2 separate regions of the Triticum aestivum genome follow, and region 1 is linked to region 2. Evidence: chromatin contacts called from public Hi-C data. All regions are on one chromosome and are shown on one strand. The core of a region is the stretch at or near the end of the contact, and the rest is flanking DNA. Distances in the headings are between cores, read along the strand shown.

The links. A called contact is a pair of places that touch in the nucleus more often than the background predicts.
Region 1: a contact with region 2 is called in a Hi-C map of leaf, with 3 times the contacts expected there. The contact joins the promoter of LOC123145090 here to the promoter of LOC123145088 in region 2. A contact is called at or near these places in 2 of 5 Hi-C or Micro-C datasets (both in leaf).

The regions. Positions count from the first base shown.
Region 1 is chr6D:359,896,346-359,901,440 of IWGSC CS RefSeq v2.1, reverse strand. It overlaps LOC123145090 (E3 ubiquitin ligase PARAQUAT TOLERANCE 3), which reads right to left and starts at 3,530. Exons shown (of 15, transcript XM_044564405.1): 1 at 2,934-3,530; 2 at 2,116-2,215; 3 at 1,819-1,897; 4 at 1,522-1,685; 5 at 1,349-1,428; 6 at 1,105-1,176; 7 at 873-1,029; 8 at 633-781; 9 at 275-442; 10 at 1-205. The coding sequence starts at 3,099.
Region 2 is chr6D:359,338,166-359,343,197 of IWGSC CS RefSeq v2.1, reverse strand. It overlaps LOC123145088 (U-box domain-containing protein 26), which reads left to right and starts at 3,230. Exons shown (of 1, transcript XM_044564403.1): 1 at 3,230-5,032. The coding sequence starts at 3,778. The coding sequence ends at 5,001.

The DNA.
Region 1 (5,095 bases), core at 2,281-4,780, 560 kb before region 2:
GAGTCCATTGTCCCTTCAGTGATATCTGGAATTGTGGTAACCTTATTATCTGAAGAACTCACATCAATGTTAGCTTTCAATCCGCTCTGGCTCTCAGCGTCTGGAGATTCCTCTACCGGCATCAGTGCTTTAGGTTCTTCTTTTGAAGCAGCAGAAACAGCAGGAGACCTAACCTTGGGTGGTACAGGTAGAGCCGACTCCATGTCTATGCAAGGTAGTCATCAGTTTCCAATTCTTATAGAGGCAGATAATCTGATATAACTGATATACATACCCTGTACTTGCACCATGCTTCCCGCGTTTTCCGTACTGCTAGTTGGTGGTGCCTCTAATATGCGACTGATGGTTTCTCTTAGAGTTCTATTGGGGAGAAGATCGTCTGCTAATATGCTTGTGGCACCACAGACACACATTGACTTGTTAATTATGTAGTCCCTAATGCCTGCCAACAAAACACAATATGTCAGCCCACTAAAGAGCATGTATGTTTGAAACTTGAAAGTGGAGATATTGAGAAGAACAAGAAAAACACAATGAAGAAAATCCATACAGCAAAACCATATTTGTATTAAGTGACAACAGTATCAATGTCAGCAGTGTGAAAACAATAGATTCTTAAAAGCGCAACTTACATTTATCACAGAAACTCTTAAAGCAGCATTTACTAGTTAGAACGGCATCCTTCATTACTTCTTTACACAACGGGCAACGCAACTCTGGTGGGAGATCACTGAGAGAACGGGTGGTGGGTAGGCCCTCTATCTCCCTCTCAAAAGCAGCTCTGTCACAAAAAAAATATGATTAATCTTTACCTCCAAGTAGACGGAGAATTAGTGATTACGTGAGTAACTAAATAAGCAATTTGAGCTCACTCATTTGGCTTCAAAACAGCACCAGCCCCACTTGGCAGTGCATATGAGCCATCTGGAGTTGCCATTAACATGGATTTTGGAATGCCAGTTGGAGGTTTCATCCTTCTAACGTCATATCTAGTATCACCATTTGTTGGGCAATGTTGAATGAAATGACCTGTAAACCAGTATTGGTCAAGTGAAACAGGACAAAATATTCCATTAACAAAGATTTGACAAGTGGCCAGCATACCTGGTACTTTACATCTATGACAAATATAGCCAGGAGGAGGTGACCTGTTATCTAGCCGACCCATCCCACGTCCTTAAGAATATCAAAGCAGATTAGTACTTATATAAACATCTAGTTTCAAATAATGATGTTAACAGGTATCCATGTTGCATAGGTGCCCATGTGCACTTCATGAAGCTTGGTGCTACTAAGCTCTACATAAATCTTGCAAAAAAATGGCAATAGAAACGGTGGAAAGAATTACCAAAACCACGCCCAGCCATCATTCTCCCACCCATTCCTCTGCCATAACCTCTTCCGGATCCATAGCCATCAGGAATTTGGCTGAAAATGAGACATCCAGTCCAGTATATAATTAGTATTATTCCTCTAAGGGATAATAGAACAGTCATTCAGCCAGTCCAGCAGATCACTAACCTATAGTCAACGGCCGCTGTATCAATAAGGGCTTTTATCTTACTATCTTCGTCAATTTGATTTTCAGAAGAAGCGTCAATTGCCTGGCTAGCAGGCTGAGAAGGAACTGAATCAGAAACATATAAAGAGTTGCCGAACTCATCATCCCACTCAGATTCTTCAGGCTGCAATTTCAATACCTTTAAACATTAGCTCCCAGGATTAATAGACTACCATCATAGCTCAAACATCAAACTGTGATTGCAGCGGCAACTACTGTATGAGATAAAGGTAAACCAGACTAGAAGTTATTCTTACATATTTCATAGATGAATCACCAAGAAAAGCACTGCCAGAAGGCACGATTTCTTCTACCCTATTTTCTGCAGCTATTGCCCTGCAAAAAATGGTGAACCTTAAAACTATGATTGCTGATAAGGAGTAACTCCTGACATGGACCATATTCAGTGACATGAAGCAGTTAAAGTCAAACATACAAATTAGAAATCTTTTCAGATGGGTTATGTATTTTTGACTATTGATGATGATGCATCAGTAATGTGAATTATGAGGTATGATGTGGAGTAAGTGCGAAATCAAAGAGCAAAACAGTACTCTTGTGGTTCAGTAACGATTGGCATCCTTGGGCGTCCTGGTATCCGGCGAATCAACACTGAAGTGTTCTTTGGTATCATGATAGATTCATCAGCATACTCTGAAAGTACAAACATCACAGGAAATGGTTTAAGTAATACTTCGACTGTACAACACCATCCCAAGTCCCCCAAAAAACGAGATATTCCTATCATGCCCACTAATTATAAGTTCTTAAAATACAACTGTATTTCAATCTGAATGCTCCACAGTAAAATCCACTAATCCAGAATGATTGTTCAGTGAGGTAAGCAAACAACACAATGGCTTCATTGAAACACACTTACTAGTCTTCGATGCAATGCGCGGTAGATGTGCTCGGCATCGCAAAAGACATTCAAGTTGCTAACCATTGCAAACAAAGATCATGTCAAATTGTCAAAATATTGCAATTTTATGTCTAAATCCAGCTAACAGTTAATCCTCCACACCAAACCAGTAGATCAAGTCGTCATGTCCTAGAAAGCACAGATCATAAGAAAAAAAAATGAGGCAGACAACAAATGATACCAGCTAAATAAGGCCTCAATTTTCAGAAATCTTCCGTGCATGAATCAAAGAGCCAAAATGGCTTACCATACACAGCAAACAGCATTACAACCTGAGCCTATCACAATATTATCTACCACTAACATCTTGTATACATTCACCCACACAAGAAATCAAGCAAAGGTTCTTCTCTGAGAAAGAACCAATATTATCTAGCTGGCACTAACATCTTGAATACATTCACCCACACAAGAAATGAAACAAGGGTTCTTTGCTGAGAAAGAACCAACCTTCATCAGTCTGGGCATTCGAGATCATGAGGTCGAAATCAGTGCCTCTGCCAAGGTGCTTGGACTCAAAAATCATCTCCTTGAGGTTGAGAACCGAGATGAACTGCCCCTCGATAGGGATCGAGTCATAGTCTCTGGCACTCTTGAACTTATAATAGACAGCCATGACAGCGCTGGATCTAGAGGGTGTGCCGGGTGTGCAGCAGCACACCCAATTTGCGCCGCACGCCCAAAATTTGTGGAGATCAGTGGGGTTTATCTAATCACTCGGCGCCATAAAGCTCACAGACGGCCAGGATGGCGGGCGGGGTTGAGATAGCAGCGATGCGATGAGGCGGAACGGGAACGGCAACGGCGGCGACGCGCGTGCGAGGTCGGACGGGTTGGGGGGTCAGGCGTCGGCGGTGACCTAAGCTACGGCACGGCGGCGGCTGTAGGGCACGGCAGACTGTAGGAGATGTTCTAGAGCCGCATCGGGTCGGATTGGAGCTTGCTTGGGTAGGTCAGGACTCGGGAGAGGAAGAGGATGACTGGGAGGGGAAAGAAGGGTACAGGTACGGGACGGTGGAGAGTGGAAACCGTGGATGGATCTCACCCCTCTGGGCCTGGGGTCGACGGCAGATATTTTGGTTCAAAAGGAGAATACGCTGACAGTAGTACTCCCTTCGTTTCTTTTTACTCCCCATATAATATTTTTTAATGTCAAACTATGCAAAGTTTGATTAAATTGATATTAAAAAATATCAATATCTACAATACTGAAGATATATACTATAAAAATTATTGTCATGATTCATCTAATGATATTGATTTCGTATTGCGAATACTGATATTTTTTTCTATAAAGTTAGTCAAACTTTACGAAGTTTGACCTCAGACAAATTTTATATGCAAACTGAAAAGAAACGGAGGGAGTTTTATTAGGATGACTTTTTTAGTCTATGCACTTGTATTTGTATGAAAACTTTCGAGTTTTGTTACTAGTTTAATTTAGATTGATATAGCATGTTGGGTGAAATTCTACCCTTTTTTTTCTTTTACCTTAGTAACACATACACACAGTGAGATATAGGTCAAGAATTCGAGGACAATCTGGGTAGGTATTCATTACCGTAAGTTCGCGAGCAACTGCTACATGTGATTTAAGAGTAGTGAGTTTGCCAAAATAATGGGACCACTCATGTACAATCGAACAAAGGGTCTTTCTTCAAAAAAGAGGTAGACACGTTACTTTCTTGAAATGTGTTCACCTAACTTATCTTAGCATGAATGCCAGCAATGCAATAAGTGTCACTGATGTCACTGTTGATATATCTATCTACGACCACCTCATGCCAAGTGTCTAATATGGAAGCTTTTACATGTATGACGACCATAACGTGCACCCTTCGTTGAAGTGCACCCTTCAATGTGGTTGTTTCGTCAGCTAAGTCAGTTGTTTCCATAATTGTGCCATCGCCTCATTGCGTTCTTATCTTGAGTCTTGCTTCAAGTCTAAGCTATTACTAGAATCAGACTGATGTTGTGACACGAAGCATGTGACTGTGGATGGAAAAGACGTGGGGTGGCAAGGGGTATGATGGAGAAGATTAGGCAAGGTTGAAGTGATGATTAAGAAGAAGAGGAATACATCCACGGCCCTCAAACTATTAGTGGAATCTAGAACGATCCCCATGCTTAGTAAATTTACATTCGAGTCCTCACTCTTGCTAACGAAGTTCACCTATGATCCACATAGAAGAATAGTGATTTTTGTTTACACATTTTGATGTTACTTGCTTATTATCAACTATAGAATATTGCTTTGAATCACTTTTGTGTTAAGTTCACACCATGATTGCATCATTTCATCAAGATTACGCTAGGTAACATTCAACATAAAAATTTATCTTTGTTTATCATTTACCTACTCGAGGACGACTAGGAACTAAGCTTGGGATGTTGATACATCTCAAATGTATCTATAATTTTTTTTATTTCATGCAATTATATTATCACTTTTATATACTTTGTGTAGCGATTTATATTATTTTTCTGGACTACTTATTAATTTAGTACCCAATGTCAGATCTTGTTTTCTGCTTGTTTTTTGGTTTCGCAGGAAATCAATATCTACGGAGGTCAAATCACTTGCTGATTTAATATAAGTTTTTTGGGCAACA
Region 2 (5,032 bases), core at 1,981-4,480:
TTGACAAATAAAAGCCCAGATTTTGCTCAGCTACTAAAAATGCCATCAGCTTTGAAAAATAGCAGTAAAATTGCCATTTGAGTTTTTTAATAATAGCAAAGGTTTATAAACACATATTTAATCCCCCAATGAAATATGGCAAATCTGCCATGACAAAAAAAATTCAATATTGCCATGTGAAAAAACACAAAATAGTCAAAAAATTCATGTGAACACAAAAATTTGACAGGACAAATAAAAGATTAAAAATGCAATGGCATTTTTAATTAAAATTGCCATGGAAGTTTAATTAAAATTGCCATGTTTTGAAGGATAATTTTGCCGTGTGTTAGAAAAAACACAAAAAGTTGAAAATCAAGTATGAACAAAGAGATTTGCCCTGGCAGATTGGTATCAAAGAATTGCCATGTTTTGTATGATGAATTTATCGTGTGTGAAAAACACAAAAAGTTGGAAATTCAAGTATGAACAAGAAACTTGCCATGGCAGATTCATATCAAAACTTGCCACGACGTTATTCACGTAAACTAAATTTGCAAGGTTGTAAAAGAAGGAAGAAAACTGGCCATGCTCCATAAACTACCGTTGCCATGAAAGATGCAATGAGATCGCCATGGTCCCGTTAAAAAAGAAAACTTGCCACGTTGCAAAAAAAGAAATAAAATTTGCCATGCCCCGTAAACTACATTTGCCATGATACATACACTAAGTTTTTTTTTGCACACGGCAAATTCATCATAGAAAACATAGCAGATTTGTATCAAAGAGTTGCCGTGTTTTGTATGATGAGTTTGCCGTGTGCGAAAAAACACAAAAATTTGAAGATCAAAGTATGAACAAGAAAAGTTGCCATGGCAGATTCACATCCAAACTTACCACGGCAGATTCGTATCAAAACTTGCCATGACGAATTCATGTAAACTAAATTTGCCATGATTTGAAAACTAAATTTGCCATGATTTGTAAACTAAATTTGCCATGAACCAATAAACTGAATTTGCCATGATTTGTAAACTAAATTTGCCATGAACCAATAAACTAAATTTGCCATGGTGAATAAACTAAATTTTCCATTATTAACAAACTAAATTTGCCGTGGTTAAGTTAGAAAAAAAGCATAAAGATTGTCATGGGAGTGTTGACAAAAAACCCTAAATTTGCCATGTTTAGAATATAAAAAAGTTGTTCAAAAATTTGCCATGTTGTTTTTTTTAATCAAAATTGCCATATTTTGTGTGAATGAAAAATTGCCGTGCATGTGAAATACCACGAAAAAAATGATCAAAATTGCCATGGCAATGGCTTTTCAGAAATTGATGCTTCAAATTTATGTTTACACAAAATTCAGTTTGACATGGCAAAAAACTAACTCTGACAATTGAATAGCAACTTGCCATGGCAACTATTCACTAACAACAAAAGATGGAACATATACACCATTGTAAAAATTGCCATGTCAGTTGATTATAATTTGCCATGGAAAACAAATCTGCAATTAATAGTGAATTCCCCATAGTATAATAAATTTCCCATCTTCAATGCAATAAAAGTGCCATATGATCTTTTTATGAATTTGCCATGTCAAAGCAATAAAATTGCCATTTTTCATGCACACAACAAAATGTTAAGTTGCCATCACACAAAGATTTCAGAAAAAAATAGTGCCTCAATCAGAACAGATCAGGCAATGAAAAAGACATAGAGCTATCTAGTTGCAAATCAGAGCATGAGAACAAATGTACTACTAGCAGAACAGCAATGCACCATCTGAATCATTGCCGGGGACAAGGAACTCCATGCGCATCTGGTGGATCCCGACTTCACCGGTGCATCCAGGCGTGCGCATTGGCCGGGCTCGTCATGGGGATCCTGCTCACCAGTGGCTGGACGGGAGCTCTCCGACGGAAACTGCTGGACAAGCTGCTCGCCACCATGGCATCGCGTGCATGTTCCACCCGTTCCAGCAGTCGCAACGCATATCTCCGCTGCCTACAGCTCGTGCTCCCGCTCATGGAGGAGCTCCGCGAGGCGTCCTAGCCCCGGCCCCTCACCGACAATGCTGAATGCCGCCCTGCCCTCCTCAGCCGCACCTTCCAAAGCCGCCCGCCGACCAGGCCGTCGCCCCCGTCGGCGTCCACCGCGACCATGCCGCGGCGTTGGAGCGCCCGAGCTCCGCATGGCGTCCCCGCCCCGCCTCGTTCATCGCCTTGCTCTCCTCACCCGCGCCTTCCAACCGCCCGCCGATCGGGCCATTGCCCCTGTCGGCGTCCACCACGACCATCCCGCGGCGCCGGAGCCCCTGTTGATCCGTAGATGCTCCTCTCCGACTGCGCCCCGCCTCCTTGAGCAGCGTCTCGTTGGCTTCGGCTCTGCCGCACCTCCTCGAGCTCCGCCTCGTCATCTCCATCGCCCCGCCGCTGACACGCCCATCGGTCGCGCGTGGAGGGACTCATTCTCCTCTTCCAGGGCCGCGCGAACGCCTCGACCTGGTCGTAGCCACGCCGCCGCCCGGCCTGCGGCAAGCCGCCGCTCATGGAGACGGTCGTGCGGGTGGTCTCCGTGCCTTGGCGTGCTTGGGTTGGATCCAGCCATCTACTGCCATCTGGGGCCCTCCAACCGCGCATCTAGCGCAGCCCTTGCCGGGAGCCGCCGGGCTTCGCCGGATTAGAGGCTGGCGGGGGAGGAGAGAATAGGAGTGACGTACTGGTGTGGGTGTGGGGAAGAAAAGGTGAGGCGAGGAGTGGGAAGATAAGGTGAGGTAAAGGAGTCGGCGGCGTTCGGTCAGGTTAGTTTCAGCCCGCACGAGTCCGTGGGCTGACGTGGCAATTTTCAGTGCTCCAAAAATTGTGCAGCTGATGGACGGCATCGAGTGCGTGTGGGCGAGATGCAAACGCCCATACGTGTGGGCGTTAGTATTTTTTTTTAAAAAGTATTGAGTTTTTCGAAAATAGAGAAAGAAAAGAGTGCTACAACTCGACGAAAGCAGCTGCTCCTGGTCAATCGAGAGTGATCAATGATAACATAGTTAATCTATAAAGTGACAGCTTTCCCCATGAAAAAAAAGAAAAAAAATACTGCGTGCCGCCGCAGCGACCGGCAAATAGGAGGGCTCGAGAACCTCTCTGTCTCTCTCTAACGCACGTGAGGCCAACCAACAGCCAGCAACCCAGCTTTGACCGGTCAAAATCAGATTCGAAATCACGTTTTCTCTGTCCTTTATCTACTGCCCCGACCCCGACTGCTTCTCCTACCTCCACCCCCCCGTGCGCTGGCTCCGTGCTCCTCCTGCAGATCCTCCTCCGCCACCTCTGGGTCTCGCTACCCGAACCAACCCCACTCCAAGCGCCTCCGCCTCCACCGCCAGGTCCTCAACGGCATCGTCCTCGAGCAGACCCACGGCAGCCCGGCACGACACCACACCTAACAGCGGCCCGGCCCGGAGTGCTGCGTGCCGTGCTTCGGCGCTCCGGCGAGGCACCCGTGCCGTCCGGCGGGCTGTCCGGCCCGACTGGTCTGAGCCCGACGTGGCCCGAGGCACGACAGTGCTGGCCCGACCCGGCCCATGCACCTACGTTCTTCGTCTCCCTCGATCTCCACTCTCCACCAGTCCACTTTTTCGCTCTCCTTCCACCCCCCACCCCCAACCCCGTCTCGTGTCCACCCACCACCAACCCACCCACACCCACGCGCATCACATCTTCATCGCAAGCTAGCTAGCTAGAGTAGGCCAGATCCAAATCACAACGCCGCCCGGCGTGGAGCAGTCGAGTTTCGCCAATGCCAGGGAGCGTGCCGCTGGCGCTGGGGCTGGACACGGTAGGGCTGCAGGTCCCGTGGTACTTCCGTTGCCCAATCTCGCTGGAGCTCATGCAGGACCCCGTCACCGTGGCAACCGGCCAGACCTACGACCGTGCCAGCATCGAGTCGTGGGTCGCCACGGGGAACACCACCTGCCCCGTCACCCGCGCGCCGCTCGCCGACTTCACGCTCATCCCCAACCACACCCTCCGCCGCCTCATCCAGGAATGGTGCGTCGCGCACCGATCCCTCGGCGTCGAGCGCATCCCAACGCCCAAGCAGCCGGCCGACCCGGACCTCATCCGCTCCCTGATCGCCCAGGGCCCTGCCCTCCCCGTGCTCAGGAAGCTCAGGGCGCTCGCCAGGGAGTCTGACAAGAACAGGCTCGTCATGGCCACGCACGAGACCAGGGCGGCTCTGGTGGAAATGGCGTTCGGGGGCAGCGCCGAGGAGGCTCAGGCGGAGGCCATGGCGGTCCTCGCCCTGGTAGGGATGGGGGAGGCGGAAGCTGTGGATGTGGTGGGCAGGGAAGACAGGGTCACCAGGCTTGGCAAAGTTCTTGGCAGCCAGGGGACGACCTTGGAGGCCAAGGTTAATGCAGGTGCCGTCGTGGAGGCGGCTGCTGCGGTGTCTGGGGCGGAGGCCAGGGTGGTGCTTGGCGCAGCTGATGGAGTCATTGAAGGCCTGGTCGCGCTGGTGGACGAGAAGGCCAATGCCCGTGCAGTGCGCATTGGGATCCGAGGCGTCTTTGCTCTCTGCCTGGCCAAGGAGAACAGACAGCGCGCCGTATCAGCTGGCGCCGCATCAGCTCTGGCCCGGCGAGTGGCGGAGGGCGGCTGCGCCGGCGAGCTGGAGCGCGCGCTGGCAGCGGTGGAGCGGCTGTCCCGGACAGAGGGTGGCCGCGAGGCGGTTGTCTCTGGCGCTGGAGGTGGTGCCGCGCTGGTGATCGCGCTAGTGCGTGCCATGTCCGGGCGCGCGGCTGAGCATGCTGCGGGCGCATTGGTGGCCGTGGTGGGCGGGTCTGAGGTGCTGCAGCTGGAGGCCGTCCGAGCAGGTGCCATGAGTCAGCTGCTCATGATGGTGCAAGGCGGCTGCTCGGAGCGTGCCAAACGCAAGGCGCAGCACCTCCTGAAGCTGCTCCGGTCTGCCTGGCCGACCACCGACTCCATGGCCAACTCGGCTGATTTCCTCCAACCATACTAACCCCGCATTGCATCCCCTTTCTGAATCTGAA